Linked DNA regions of Sus scrofa: region 2 is linked to region 1. The links are chromatin contacts, called in public HiChIP or PLAC-seq maps. All regions are on one chromosome and are shown on one strand. The core of a region is the stretch at or near the end of the contact, and the rest is flanking DNA. Distances in the headings are between cores, read along the strand shown. Region 1 overlaps CDK6 (a long non-coding RNA gene). Region 2 overlaps CDK6 (a long non-coding RNA gene).

Region 1 (7,578 bases), core at 3,582-6,081:
CACTTGAGAACATGTTAATAAATAGGTGACAGAAAAAGGAGGATTCTACAGAAATTGAGAGAAACTTAATCACAGTAAAATTGAAGCATGACAAGCTGAGCTGCTGAGCAACTGAAATGCCTTGGAAACAAGTAGAGACCAAGACCTTGTGTTACTTCCTGCTCAGGTACAAAGACATCTGCTCATGATCACTTACGTCGGCTTCGACTCATGATGTGACAATCAGCCATTTATTCATCCCATCTTTGGTCATCAGTGAACCCATCGCACAGTACAGGGGGTACAGGAGATGGAGTAAGAGAGTGAGTCCTGGACTGAGCTGTGGAGACGTGGGTGTTAGTTTCAAACAGACAACCAAATAACCTCTGTGTACTGTCTTGCAAAAAAAAGTCATTCTATATCTTTGGACCCCGGTTTCCTCAATGATAAAATCAAGAGATCACGTCACATTATTTCTAAAGTCCTCCTGGCCCTAGAGTCCAATAATCAAGAACAAATAAACTCTACCTGCACAGTGACACTAGCGGACACTGCACTGTGGACCCATGCATCCGAGTCAGTGAGGCTGCTCCCAGAACCTTCACAGTTAGAGAGGAATAAGTACAGGACATTAATAAGTACACAACAGACTTTGGGATTCCATAAAGCAAAACTGAAATTCCAGAAGAGACTGGGAAAAACCTTTCAGAGTATATTTCGGCTCAGGAGGCAAAAGGCAAAGACACACATCTCTTATCAGCTGCAGCGAGAGGCTAGAGGAGAGTTGTGTCTGCATTTCTATGCAATGTGGTGGGGGCTGTTGTTGGTCTTTTCAGAATAAAACATCATTATTCAAGGAGGAGTGCATAGTGACTGACCTTTCAGTAGGCAAGCAAACAAATTTATTACAAAATGTGCTCACAGTTGTCATTTCAGAAGAAAAGGCTAAGATTTTATATGCCTGCTTCTGAAATAGTCACTTAAAAAAAAAAAAAAGAATGGCACAGGGTATAATTTTTTCTGCCCTGACCCACTGTAACATGTGGATTGATCAAAATGAATTCCCTATTTGTGTTAGAAACATTAGAAATCACTGAAGAGAAAAACTATTATGTCAAATGACTGAAATTACATGAAATTACTTAAAATGGGGGAAGATCTGAACCCCCCTATAACACATGAAAACATTCAGGAGGGAGAAATTTAAGCTACATCTATTGTCTCTGGAAATTTCATTCTGTTCTCACACAACTGAATCAATGAAGGTTATTTATAAATATGTAGCTAATAGACTTTTGAAGAACCAGATATGAATGGCAGCATACATATATGAACCTTCTTGGTTTCTTTTAAACATCATCAAACGATGGTCCTAGGACTAAGACGACTTTATTTAAATAAATTGAAAAAAAAAAAAACCCAAAACCCTGCAACTTTTTTGTTGATGACTGAAGAACTCTGAGTTTTAAGACAGAAAAACAAGAAGCAATGCTCAAGGTAATAAGTGCTTTCATGTTACCAGTTCTCATATCGGAGGGCACTGGATTGAGCTAAAGGACAAAGAGATAAGGGCAATATTGCGAGTTACTAACAAATGGCAGATAAAAGAGCTCTTCTGGGTTCTGATTAAGTGACAGCATTCTACACATTCTTTTGACTTGAGAAAGTCAGACGGAGAGCAGCAGCGAAGTTCCATGTGAAGCCCTGCTAAATAAGCATATCTGCATGCTTCCACATTCCAGCGGGACAGGGTTCCTGTCCTGGCCCCGAACAGAAACATGCTCTCTGTGCTCACAGCAAGAACCCGCCTGTGCCTCGGCTTCCATAAAAAAGCATAAATGTATATGCTGAAAGCACAGAGAGGTTTTGTGCTGTGGGATGTGGTGGCCGGGAGCCAATGTTTACAGTCCCCTGGGTGGGAAAGGCCGGGTGAAAGGCTCAGGACGGCAGGCTTTAAAAGTCTTTGCTGTTGCCGCCGGTGACCTTCGCCTCTGTTTTCAAAGCAGCTCTCAGGTTAACCCCTTGGAGTCTGCGTGCACGGGGGCTGCACAAAGGAAATACCTTTCTTTGAAGGACACCTCTCACACGCACATCGGTTTCTGATTTCAGTCGGGGCAGCTCAGAAACACTGGATAAAGAAGCATGTATTTAATCTGCTGTGGGACCCATGGGCGCGTCAGGGGTATCGGATCTGGATTTCCATGTGTGCAAGTGTTCCACAAAGTGAAAGTTTCCAGCTTCAGGCAATGGACTCAAGCTTACAAACTGGGGGATTGTGAAACACGAGCATATTTGGTCTCCCGGGGAGAAGGAAGCATCCAATTTATGCAGAAATGCTCTTTTCCTGGCTAGCCAATGAGAGGCGAGGCTATGAGAGTGGGGCTTCCTATAGGGATCTCTGGACTGGAAGAATGGTGCTTAAAATTAAAGACAGGCTAAATTGCTAACAGCCCAACTTAAAAAGCAGCTGAAGAGAAAAAGCCAATTGTAGAAATGAGAAGGGAGTTTTCCAGTTTTAAGTTAAAGCTGACCATATTCAAATTATTATTGAAGTTTCTACTGTTTCGGCTGAGGAGAATTAATAATCTTTTATACCTAATTTTTAAGACGTAAAGATCCTATTGAAAAAAACTTACCACATATGTGTGTATTTTAGTACAGTCTTTCCTAAATGACTCGAGAAGTTTTTCAATAGTAATATTATTTCAGGCCTTAAAATGTTTTCAGGACCTAAGATTTATTTTGAGAAAAAGTGGTCCGACGTCAGGGACTCAGGTCTATTTTAACAAATGCTTTGGTCCACGAGAAGTTTTGTGGATTTAAAAATGTTTAGTACATATACATGGCTCATCATTAATAATGTTGTCCCTTTATTGAACGCACAGCACACTGAACTCCTGGGGTATGGAAATGAATTGTGCAATTCTAATATCCAGAGTCTATGAATCCCTAACACATGTTTAAGGTTAAGGGTTCAGACTTCTGGAGATGGAAGTGAAAAACAGCACACACCAGAAAATGTAATTGAAACGCACAAAAGTTATTAAAATAAGTCTTATGAAAATCATTCCATCAAATACGAGACCATAATGAGAGGATCTTTCCCTTAGCATTTGGAGGTGAAGTCATGGCCTCTGCGTTACCAGGCAGCTGTCTATAGCATCATAAAGTATGCACATCCTGTGGTTAGAAGTCCACCTCTCCAAGAATGATGCTATGTGAGAATACTGTTCATTTTTTTTTTCTCAATTAATGACTGGTCTTAATAAATACTTCTGAAAACAGATACTAAAATTTCAGTTTGTCCAAGAAGGTTTAACAGTAATCAAAACCACTATCTTGGCTTTCATTACAGACCAAACAACCTGTTCCTTGCTATCTGTTGCAGAAGTCCATGGTGATTAAGTAAATACATTCGAGTCTAGGGCAGACACTGACTAGAAATAATATTTTCAAAACTAAAAGAAACCTCAGAGAGTCACAACAGAGAAGATGCAATAACAGCCAAAGTTTATCGTGGGTTTTCTACATGTCTGGCACTTCACTAAAAACTTTACAAATTTTATGTCATTTAAATCCTGGAATTACTTGTGAGGGGGGCACTGCGAGTTTAACCCACATTCTAGGTAGGAAACTGATGTTCAGAACACGTTAATAACTATAGTTAGCCACATGTCATAATAGGCTAGAATTCAAATGCAGTGTAACCCCCGAGGCTGCAGGTATGACCACTGGGCATGACAGCCATATATGCAAACAGATCACCACCACGGCAAAAGAAGCCCCCGGCAAAGTATTTCACAGCTCTAACAGTTTTGTATACATCATTACCATCATCATCATCATCATCATCATCATTGTCACTGGGGACCCCAAGGCTGATCAATCTTTCAAGAAGGAAGCTGTGTCCAGTTGCAGATTTTTCATTTTATTACTCAGTCCAAACAGTAATATTTGATTTCTAGCTGAGGGCATGAAACTGCCATACTTTGTTTCTGCAATAGATTTGTGAACATTTACATATGATTTTTGCATTTTAAATGGGTTCTATAAGACGCAAAAGGGATTGTCCTTACCACAAATTTTCGTGGTCTACGAACCAGCTGAGGGATATTTTATCTGCAGGCTATAAGATCTCATCACTCCTGGCTGGCCCCCTGACTCTCATCCTAAGTTTTCAAGACAGCGTTTCTCTTTTGTCTCCGTAAACGAATCTTGTCTATAAAAAATTGTTGTTAAATCAAAGAAATAATTGTTGCCATCTTTTATATGGTAATGACATGTCACTTAAAAGAAGTTTTCGGCTTAGACTTGGTTTTGGAAGCAGCTTCTAAATGACTAAGAACATTACAGCTATCCATGAACTTTAATTATCGCAATGTAATTATTAGGAACAACTAGTTACAACTGAGCTTCTCCACACACAGTATAAAGTTAAAACTGTACAAATGAAGCCAAAATATGCACAGCTAAAAGGAATGCTACAGGGGGGCCTCTCTTAGTGAACAAAGCAAGCTCAGTTTGGCTCTTTTTCCTTCGTGCTACCACATCCGCACATCGTTAGTTGGAAAATTCCTGATATATGCTGTAATTTTCTTGCGCTTTTTCCCCCCCAGTACACTTGTGGCTTTAATGTCCAGATGCCATTTTCCCCCTTATCTGTCCCTGTTTGGTGCTCTTCCAGCTACGGTCAACAATTAATACAGCCAAAGAAAAAATACAGTACACTCCCTGGCAACTGGTAGAGCCTCGCAGGAAATACCAAATAAAAACTTGATTATGTATTGTTTAACCATTTTGTTTGCCTGTAGGCCACCCCGTCGTTGGTGTAATTCAGACGGCCATGCTTCATCTGGACGGTCTGAGCGCTGCACCATTGTTCCCAGAGTCTGTCACGCACAATCACTGGCTTCAGCCTGTGGCCTCGAAATGAAAGGAGCAGATTTGTGGCAGCTTTCCAACCTGCATTCCTTTTAATTAGTCAACTTGTGGCCCAATGTTATAATAGATAAGTAACCTCTTAATATTCATGTAATTAATTAATTTTTTTTCTCATTCGGTTATAAGCCTTTGCATGGAGGGGGGATAAAAGCTTTTTCCTATATGGGCTCTCGTTTATGAAATAAGCATGGAACTGTTATAAAGAACATTGGAGCCCATGTTTCCATGATTCTCTATGAAGGCAGCTCCAGAAACCACAGTAGGCCCATACCTGTATTTTAACCACAGTATTTCTTGCATTTAAAATAGTAAATGAAATCTTTCTAGTGTATAAATCTGATATATGGAAGATGAATAATCTTGCCAACTTTAGCTGGGCTGGGAAGCCTCCCTTCCATTTTAACAAAAAAAACTAGCTTATTGTTGGAAGATGGAACGGTTACACTTGTTTAAGATCCCTTGCAAAAAAGCAAGGCTGACATTTAAATTGGCCAGCAGTTCTCAAAGTACTAGGAAGTTTGCTCTAGATCTGGAATAAGTCAATAATTAAACTGCTGATGCTGTTAGCTATTAGCACAGGACGAACCTTTAAAAAGATAAGTTGCTTCCTACAAATATTAATAATGTCCACTGGTCACAGGAGTAAGAATGGCTTTTAAAGCTCAATATTTAAGTTCTTTCACCTATTTAAGTTTCTCAATTAAACCAAATTCTCCTCAAAGGCAGTAATAACACTTTTACTTCTGTTAGATCCTCATGGAAAAGTACTCGTGAGTGAAATACAGATATATCTGTACTACCCCGGACTCTTAGTATCACTTCTCATGCAGTTTATGAAACATATGAAAGTCACTTCAATGATTCATTCATACACACACACACACACACACACACACACACACACTAATGTGCCTACTATATGACAAGCACTGGATCCCAGCTATAAAAAGGATACGAAGACTAAAGATATCATTTCTGCTCTCCAAAGCTCACCGTTGAGCAGGAAAGGCAGATGTGTAACTACCAATTGCATAGGCTCCTGTGCCAGGTAGAGGTACATGATTTAAGCACTTGGGTTCAAAACCCGGGTCCTCTTTTGTGAGTTGTATCACTTGGCTAAATATCTTAGACTCTCCATGCCTTTGTTTCCTCATCTGCAAAAAGGGAAATTCACAGTATGTATATCACAGAACAACTGGAGAATTACATGGTGTAAAAATCTTGAAAGTACTTTGCAGGTGCTGGTTCTATACATTTTGGCTATCAGCAAATGTTTTACATGTGTACCGACGGCACGAGGTAGGGCAGAGGGCAGGAAAGGGATATGGACTGTTACTCTGCTTCAGAGATGAGGTGCAAGGATATGACAGCCAGAGGGAGCGGCTGGAGCAGGAAGGCTGAGGAGTATGAAACTGTTTGGACCAGATCACAAAGGACCTTAAGCACCATATAATGGAGGCCAGACTTTCTCCTGAGAGGGATGGGAGGCACTAAGGAGTTTGACATAGGGCTTGCACGTCAGATCTGCATTTTTGACTGAACATTCTGGTAACTTCAAAAGATGAAATTGGATGTAATTCTTGAGGCAGGAAGCTCAGTTAAAAGGCTGCAATGATCCAGCTGCACCAAAAGGAGGACCTACCAACCTACAGCAGTGAGGAAAGGAGAAACAGGAGGAATAATTTGAAATGAGTCAAATGAAGCAGAAGACGGACAAAAAGAGGAGTTCCCGTCGTGGCGCAGTGGTTAACGAATCCGACTAGGAACCATGAGGTTGCGGGTTCGGTTCCTGCCCTTGCTCGGTGGGTTAACGATCCGGCATTGCCGTGAGCTGTGGTGTAGGTTGCAGACGCGGCTCGGATCCTGCGTTGCTGTGGCTCTGGCGTAGGCCGGTGGCTACAGCTCCGATTCGTCCCCTAGCCTGGGAACCTCCATATGCCGCAGGAGCGGCCCAAGAAATAGCAAAAAGACAAAAAAAAAAAAAAAAAAAAGAAGACGGACAAAAAGAATTCTAGGCCAGGAGTTCCCATCATGGTGCAGTGGTAACGAACTTGACTAGTATCCTTGAGGATTTGTTTTTGATCCCTGGCCTTGCTCAGGGGGTTATGGATCTGGTGTTGCTGTGAGCTGTGGTGTAGGTTGCAAACATGGTTCGAATCCCACATTGCTGTAGTTGTGGTGTAGGCCTGCGGCTGCAGCCCTGATTCGACCCCTAGCCTGACAACTTTCGTATGTTGCAGATGTGGCCCTAAAAGGCAAAATAAAAAAAATTTAAAAAAAAAGGAAAAAAAGCAAGAGAGAAGTAGATGTGTACCAGAAGATGCTGAGTGAGATGAGGGCTTCAGACAGCTACCAGAGTGACATGGTGGGAGAAGACTGCCTGTATGAAACTGGAGGGTTAAGAGCACCCCAAGTGAGGGCCACTCCAGGAAAACTGTGATGGGGTGTAGGAGTAGAGGGTTAGTCAACTGCATTTAAAACAGCTCACTTCTGCTATTTAAAAAAAAAAAAAAGACCATTTGTACATATTGCTGGGGCCTTTCCCATGGCTTTGGGGGGAGAGGTGTGTGTGTACGCACTCATGCACGCGTGTGCCTGCAAGTGAGGGACTTAGCACCCATTAGGCATAGTAAGTCCACTTCTGATCATAATCTCAGC
Region 2 (7,289 bases), core at 3,933-6,432, 86 kb after region 1:
GTAGTGGAGGCTGGCGGCTACAGTTCCTTTTGGACCCCAAGCCTGTGAACTTCCATATGCCGAAGGTGCGGCCCTAAAAAGACAAAAATAAAATAAAGTGATGCTGAATTCAATAACTCACCACTATACAATGAATGATAAGGCAAGGAATCTATTTGACTAAGTCACCTAATTCACAGAAACAAACAGATCTTTATGACAACCTGCATACGATACCCATAGATCTAAAGACCTACTGAGAAGTTCAATTAAGCAGAACAAAGTAAGACTAACATAATTTTGTAAGGAGCTCTTCCCATTAGACTTAAAGGTAGAAAGGACTTCTAGTCAATACACTGCATCTAGCTTGGAGTCCTAAGCCATCTTTGAATCCCAAGAGTTTAGGATGGTACCTGGCACTTATGTTTCCCATAAATATTTTACGAATGAGAAAAAAATGGAGAAAGAAAGGCTTAACAACCAATACTTTGGATTTACATAGCATAGGTATGTCCTGGGGCCAGTATACAATTGTAATATTCTATGCACTCATGAATGATGTCTCAAATTATACCCCTTAGAGTCCATGAACCATCAGAAAAAGCTATATTTACTACACTATACTCTCTAAGATTGGGGCCAGATACTGTACAAATAAATATTTTCTAATAATTTTAATATATATTAGAACTAAAGGGTTTTTTTCCACTGAGCCCTAAAATTAATGAACTAGAATATATCCCATTCTTTAAACATTCCACTTAGTCATCCTAGATGTATTTAACTACATATTGAGTTCCAAAGGCTCTAATTCTGACAATTCTCATAGGGAGAGAATGTCAGTGTTTAACAGTCTATAATAGTATGACAGGCAGAGATAATTCTTGGTACCTTTATGGTTTCAGTGGGCACTCCAGGCTCTGGAACTTTATCCAAATAAGTGGTCAAGTCTTGATCAACATGTTCAAACACTAATGTTAGTTTGGTTTCTCTGTCTGTTCGTGACACTGTGCACACATCAAACAACCTAAAAGGAAAAAGAAAGAGGTATTAAGTAGGTGGCAAAAAGCAAAACAGTAACCTGTTAGTCTTATATGTATCCCTCAATTTGATCACATAATTGGGGGAAAGGCCACATTTAATAATTCCTTATGGTAAATGTAAAGATACCTAACAGGATCTGATACTTTAATATCAATACAAATGTTCAGGAGAGGAGCATGTGGTAAAGTGGAGACAAAATCCATAGTGGCAAAGAAAATGCAACATGACCACAACACAAGAATGTCTGCTTGGAGAGGTACTTAGTTAAGATCTTAGGTAGAACTTGCCGAGGGAGAGAGTTTCAAAACCTGCAGCCTCTAGGAGAAATACAGTCCTTAGCTCACAGTTCAAGAATTATTAAAGAGACAGACTGTGCATTCCTTGGAGATGCTGGCCTCTGCAATTTAGATTTTCCTGGAATTTAAGGTATTATAATCATGCCTATGAAAATAATTATAATGGGATACGGAGAAATTGGGTTTAATTCTAAGAGCGCCTTCTAACCTTGATGAGTCAAATCATTTCCCTGGAAAGGGCAAGAATTCTTGGTTTTAAAATTCTAAATACCATGCTAATTAAAACTATAAATTTTTAACTTTTGGGGGTGGGTGGGGCAGAAATTACACTGGTAAACTATATCACCCTTAAATGATAAAGGCAAGACTGGTAAACTTTATAATTATGTTTGGATGCGTGAATTCAATTTCTCCCATAAAATACTACAACTAATTCAAAATTTAAGTTTGAAAAACAAAGACTTCCATAGTTTGAAAAGAATTTTCAAGCCAAAGGACAAACTTTCCTTTAGTTTCAACAGACATAGAGCACTATCTGGCTCACGAGAAGCTCATCCAACATTTGAAGAATTAAATAAACCACTCAAAACCAAGCTATAAATACATTTCTTGACAAGAATGTAATATAGGTACTGACAAAGGGCTGATAAAAATGCTATCTGCATGATTTTCTTTCATTTTCAAAAATGAAACAACACTTTCTTCAAAGAAACTAACTATAAATGTGCATATAATCCAATTACAAAAATGCAGGGTTGACTCACAATTATCCACTTTGTATGTTACCTCTTAAATTTTTAATACCTATCTAGTTCGCCATGCCACCCGACCGCATTTCTGGGCTAAATGGGCTCCACAACATTTGGTATTTCTCTGTAAATCTAAACTAAACTTTAAAAGAAACTAAAGAACACTATAATTAAGTTAAATCGGATGGGGTGACCACCACCAACAGCCACACATACTTCATAGCCAGACCCAAACTCCTTTTTAATTGTGGGCAGCTTGGGGTGAGTTCTGTAACTTCATTAAAGTCAACTATTAAGATCAACTGAATTTCTTCCTTACATTTATCTACTTTCAAATATCCTGACCTCTAAGTTTTAATCATCTACTTTTTTTTTTTTTAAACTTCTCAAGTCTTCAAATGCAAAAGGTGACTTATTCCAAAAAATTATTTGGACAAAGTAAAAACTCCTAATTAACAAATTCATTAAAAATAATGCCATAAGTCATACTCATGTCATACTGTGAAAAATATGATGGCTCACACACATGGATCTGATGCCTGGGAAATTTATGAAAGCTACTCTTTCAATTTGGTGATTTGAGGTGATGACCATTTTATTCATAGGCTTCCTTGAACCATATTTCCATTAAACCCACCTACTCTGATAGATTTTTTTTTTCTTGTGTTTGAAGAAAAAGGAGTTCCACAATCACCAAACTTCTTCATATCTGAAGCTTCTATTTTTGTGATAAAATAAAATAGCAATGAACCAAACATGGCCTGTACTAAAATCACATAAAAACATGGGAACTGCATCATTACAGTTGTGCTTCTTAAACATTACTTTAAAAAGGTCTTCCATTATAATTAATACATTTCCTTCATTTAATAAAAAGACAGGAGTTCTTGCTGAGGTGCAACGGGATCAGTGGCATCTTGGGAGCACTGCCTGTGACACAGGTTTGATCCTGGGCCAGCTGAGTGGGTTAAGGATCCGGCGTTGTGCAGCTGCGGCTCAGGACGCAACTGAGGCTAGTATCTGATCCCTGCCCCAGGAACTCCATGTGCTGTGGGGTGGCCAAAAGTGAGAAAAAAAATTTTTTTCAAATGAATAAAAGACATTGCTTTATCACTGTTTCCGGTCAGCAAAGATTTTAGTAACCCCAGTTCTCACTGAACTTAACGATTTGTAATATGTAAGACATTTTAGTAATTGCAAAAAAAAAAAAAAAAAGCTTAACAGAGACATAACTGGAAAGCGAAGTGATCATACAGCACTGCCTCACCAAAGGGTCACCTGCTCCCAAACCGTTGTTCAGTTACCTAACAGCCCTGGCAGCATGTTCTGTTGCTTCATCTCACTGAAACCGTTTTCAAACACTCTGTATGACACAATGCAAGAACAACATCCAACCCACAGCAACTTATTTTCCTCAAAGTTATATCACTCTCAATATATTGACTCATTGTTGCCGCCTGCAGCGCCTGGACTCCACACCTGAGATATGCAGAGATGAGCTCCCAAAGCTGCTGCAAACTGCCCTAAATGATAAGCCATGAAGAAAAGGCACTACTTTCAATGGGCAATTGTCTACAAAGTGGAGTTTTAAAGAGACATGTTCAAAGACACATATTTAAAGAGACACAGAGTAAAACTTTCTTGTATAAAATGTTAATGTATATAATTACATATCCTTCCAGGCTACAAAAAAAAAAAAAAAAAAGGTATCCGGTAGAAACGACTCATGTTGATTTAAGGAGATAATTCCTTTTATTTTTTTGAAAGTGCTGTTATTAATTTCATTTGGGAAATGGAGCATATTACAGGTTCCTTAGAAATTTAAAAGTGACATCAAGGGAAGTCAAAGACCTAGAAGACCCTGTAGGTTTGGGGTTCCAATGCTGGCCATCAACATCCTACAGACCCAGGACCATCTCAGAAGACATCCGGGGAAATATTTATACGAAAACATAAAGTTCTTAGTTGTTTAGTAAACATTATCGTACTAAAAGTAATTTACATTAGACACAGTGAGTAGAAAATGCTTTTTTTTTTTTTTTTTTTTGCTTCTTAGGGCCGAACTCATATGGAAGTTCCCAGGGTAGGGGTTGAATTGGAGCTGCAGCCGCCAGCCTACACCATGGCCACTGCAACTCAGGATCCCAGCCTTGTCTGCGACCTACACCACCAAGGCCGAATCCTTTAAGTCACTGAGCGAGGCCAGGGATCAAGCTCATATCCTCATGGATCCTAATCGGATTCATTAACCGCTGGGCCATGATGGGAACTCCAGAAAATGCATTTTGAATCAAGAGCTATAAATATTAATCTTAGCAATGTTTAGAACATAATATTTTTGATGCTTTCTTGTCTACAATGACTCCATCTGGAGCTACCCCAGAGCAAATAATAATCACTTTGGTGGCAATAAAGAGAAGACAGATGCTTTAACATAACAAAAAAGTCTCACATTAAGCAACTGAGCTAATCAACAACTGAAATCCCTGGTATTTGGCAGGAGGTTAACAATCTGTAATATATTTATATAAATCAATGAGGAATGCAGCCAAGCTGCCTATAACCCGTACACTTGCAAAACAAAAGAGCCAGACAGGTCTGAACATCTGAACATAAACACTGGAAAAATAACTTCAACTGTTTGATTCCTTGTGTTGACCAACATCTTAAAACTCTCTAAAACTTTTTTTTTTTTGCTATTTAGTAAACTGACAAAAATAGCACTTCAGTGACTGAATGACTACAGTTTCATAAGAGAACTATCACCTTGTATTGAAGATGAACAAACTATCTCAGTTGACTTTTAGAGGAAACAAAAAACTATCATTCAATATCTATCCATTAGAGCTTGGCTTAATGGGATCCAAGCGAATGTTCAAAAAAGTAGAATCAAAAAGGGGTTCTCAGCATTCACTGAGCCTATGAATCCGGTTTAGCTGTGCAAACACAATCCGAAAAAAGGCAGATAGGTTGTTATCATTTCACAATTAAGTCAGCCAAGCCCCTAACTATCCCATAAAATAAGTCCTCTCCCTGTCTCCATTGTCCTGACCTCCCAGCTGCAGGGCAGAGAGCAAGCGCTGCGGTCCAGCACAGCACTCAGCTTTCCAGCTGTCCTAGTGATGTAATTATCTCATAACAAAATATCTCCATGAATTAACTCTGCATCCGACCCACTGTAATTTGGAACAACTCCTTCCTGTTGACGGTCTCCATTTAACTTGCTATTCTGGATCTATTGCATAGGCAAACTCTCTTCATCCAATGGATGGGATTACATCCAATAGGCTTGGGATTTCCAAAGATTGCGATTTACAAAGGTTTCCCAAACAACATGCTCTGTAAACACACGCCCTGCCTTTCTATTGTGGTTATAACAAAAGGGAAATCTGCGTTATTTGCTGTGATTAAACTTTGACCTGTCACAGGAAGTTCTATGAGGATTTTTTTTTTTTCCTGTCACTTTTTTTCCAGACGCTTGAATGTTTGGACATAAAATAGTTCAAGAGCTGTGAGATGTCTGGCACAGAGGCCTAGGGGTGCTAAACAAAATTTTATTTGAACTATGGCCAGTCTTCAGAATTGAGGAGAATTTTTTTAAAAATCTCTACCCTCTTCCTTTGTAGTCCATGAAGCATATTCTAAGGTTATAGCATGCATGCACCAAATTTATGTCCACACATCCTACTAACCCTACACTACTAGATACTGGCCAGGGTGCTCTCCTTTGGCTCATTAAATATGGACTGTGTGTGTTCATGTATTCTCAACCAGCACTGAATGGGGTAATTCCAGAAGTATTTGCCACCAAAGTAACCAGCATGCTATGCTGCTGGAAGGAAATCCCCACTGTGCAGCATCTGCAAACATGCATCAGTACCTACCACGTGCAGGCACTGTAGTGGGTTTTAGAGAGTCCAACAGGTCTAAGACAGGTACTTTTTAAGAGCTTTCTGTCCAGTTGGGGGAGAGACGATTGCATGTAAAAGGACAAACAGTGATATATGGCAATGTATTAATTCCAAATAAATTCTACAAACACTATATGGAGCTTTATATATCAACATCAGAGTAAATTCATTCTAGATCTTATCACAGTAGACATCTGGGATGTCTGCCTTTCCAACATCTGTTACCATTCTTGGCCACATCCTCATTTTTTGTTGAAGAGCCACTCCTATTCCATACTCAGGCAGTGTAGTTGTGGGGGCACAGGGGCAGGATGGCAGGTAACCTACCCTGAACAAACAGAGTGACAGTGATTGATTCAGGGAAGGACAGACCCAGAACTGGTCCCAGGAATTTTACTAGAACTTCTGGGAAAGTAGAGCTCTCTTTATTCCAGGATTACCAACCTGGCAATGGATAAGCCTGCAGCTGCTAGTGGCCGTCTTTGCCACCATTTTCATGAGCCCTCCATGGAACACAGCCAACACTGAGGAGAGCCTGAACAGAGAGCTGACAGGCAAGAGATTCTGGATGACACTGTTTAAGTACCTGGACCCACCTGTGCCAAGCCTACCCCCGGATTTATTGCTAATGTGAGCCAGTAATGCTGCTTTGGTGCTTACTCAGTTTGAGTTGGGTTTTATTAGTTACAACAAAAAAACAGTCCTAAGACATCTATAAACACTTTGAAATAGCAGTATCTGACCTCAAATATATCTTATGTATTAGACAAACTGAATTAATTGAACTCAAGCACATAAACAGTAGCAGTTCCCTCTAGGTGACCACACCAGTTCCCCGACTTGCTGGGAGACGTTTTTTTTTTTTTTTTTTTTTTTCGGTCTTTTTAGGGCTGCACTGATCGCACATGGAGGTTCCCAGGCTAGGGGTCAAGTTGGAGCCGCAGATGCCAGCCTACACCACAGCCACAGCAACAACAGATCCAAGCAGCGTCTGGGACCTACACCACAGCTCATGGCAATGCTGGATCCTTAACCCACTGAGTGAGGCCAGAGATCAAACCTGCATCCTCATGGATACTCTTCAGGTTCATTAATTGCTGAGCCATGAAGGGAACTCCTGGGAGACTATTCTTAAAGTGGTTTCTCTGGGAGCATGCCCACCAGAAAGCAGTAACTGACAGCAGCAGAGCAGACTAATTCATCCTTCTAAAGGAGCCACTCCACTTCTTCCCGGGATTCCTATGTGAGGTTCTTAGTCTGATCACAGAGGCACTTTATGGGGAAAAAAGTAGGGAAAGGAAGAAGACAGA

Evidence for each region. HiChIP or PLAC-seq counts read pairs in DNA pulled down with a chosen protein or histone mark.
Region 2: an H3K27ac HiChIP or PLAC-seq map of skeletal muscle shows a contact between it and region 1, with 2.1 times the contacts expected there. The contact joins two enhancer-like sites. A contact is called at or near these places in 4 of 47 Hi-C or Micro-C datasets (heart right ventricle, liver and skeletal muscle) and 2 of 2 datasets of contacts at active chromatin or transcription factors (alveolar macrophages and skeletal muscle).

Annotation. Positions count from the first base shown.
Region 1 is chr9:72,611,915-72,619,492 of Sscrofa11.1, forward strand. The region is part of intron 4 of CDK6 (a long non-coding RNA gene); the gene reads right to left. Among named protein-coding and RNA genes, the nearest start is that of FAM133B, 110 kb to the left of the region's middle. Within about 2 kb of position 4,832, at least 31 of the 83 cell types and tissues checked have an H3K27ac peak or open chromatin away from gene starts, as enhancers often do. A contact at or near this core is called in skeletal muscle, where this site is marked.
Region 2 is chr9:72,697,234-72,704,522 of Sscrofa11.1, forward strand. CDK6 (a long non-coding RNA gene) reads right to left here. Exons shown (of 8, transcript XR_002347034.1): 3 at 871-1,006. Among named protein-coding and RNA genes, the nearest start is that of CDK6, 65 kb to the right of the region's middle. Within about 2 kb of position 5,183, at least 11 of the 83 cell types and tissues checked have an H3K27ac peak or open chromatin away from gene starts, as enhancers often do. A contact at or near this core is called in skeletal muscle, where this site is marked.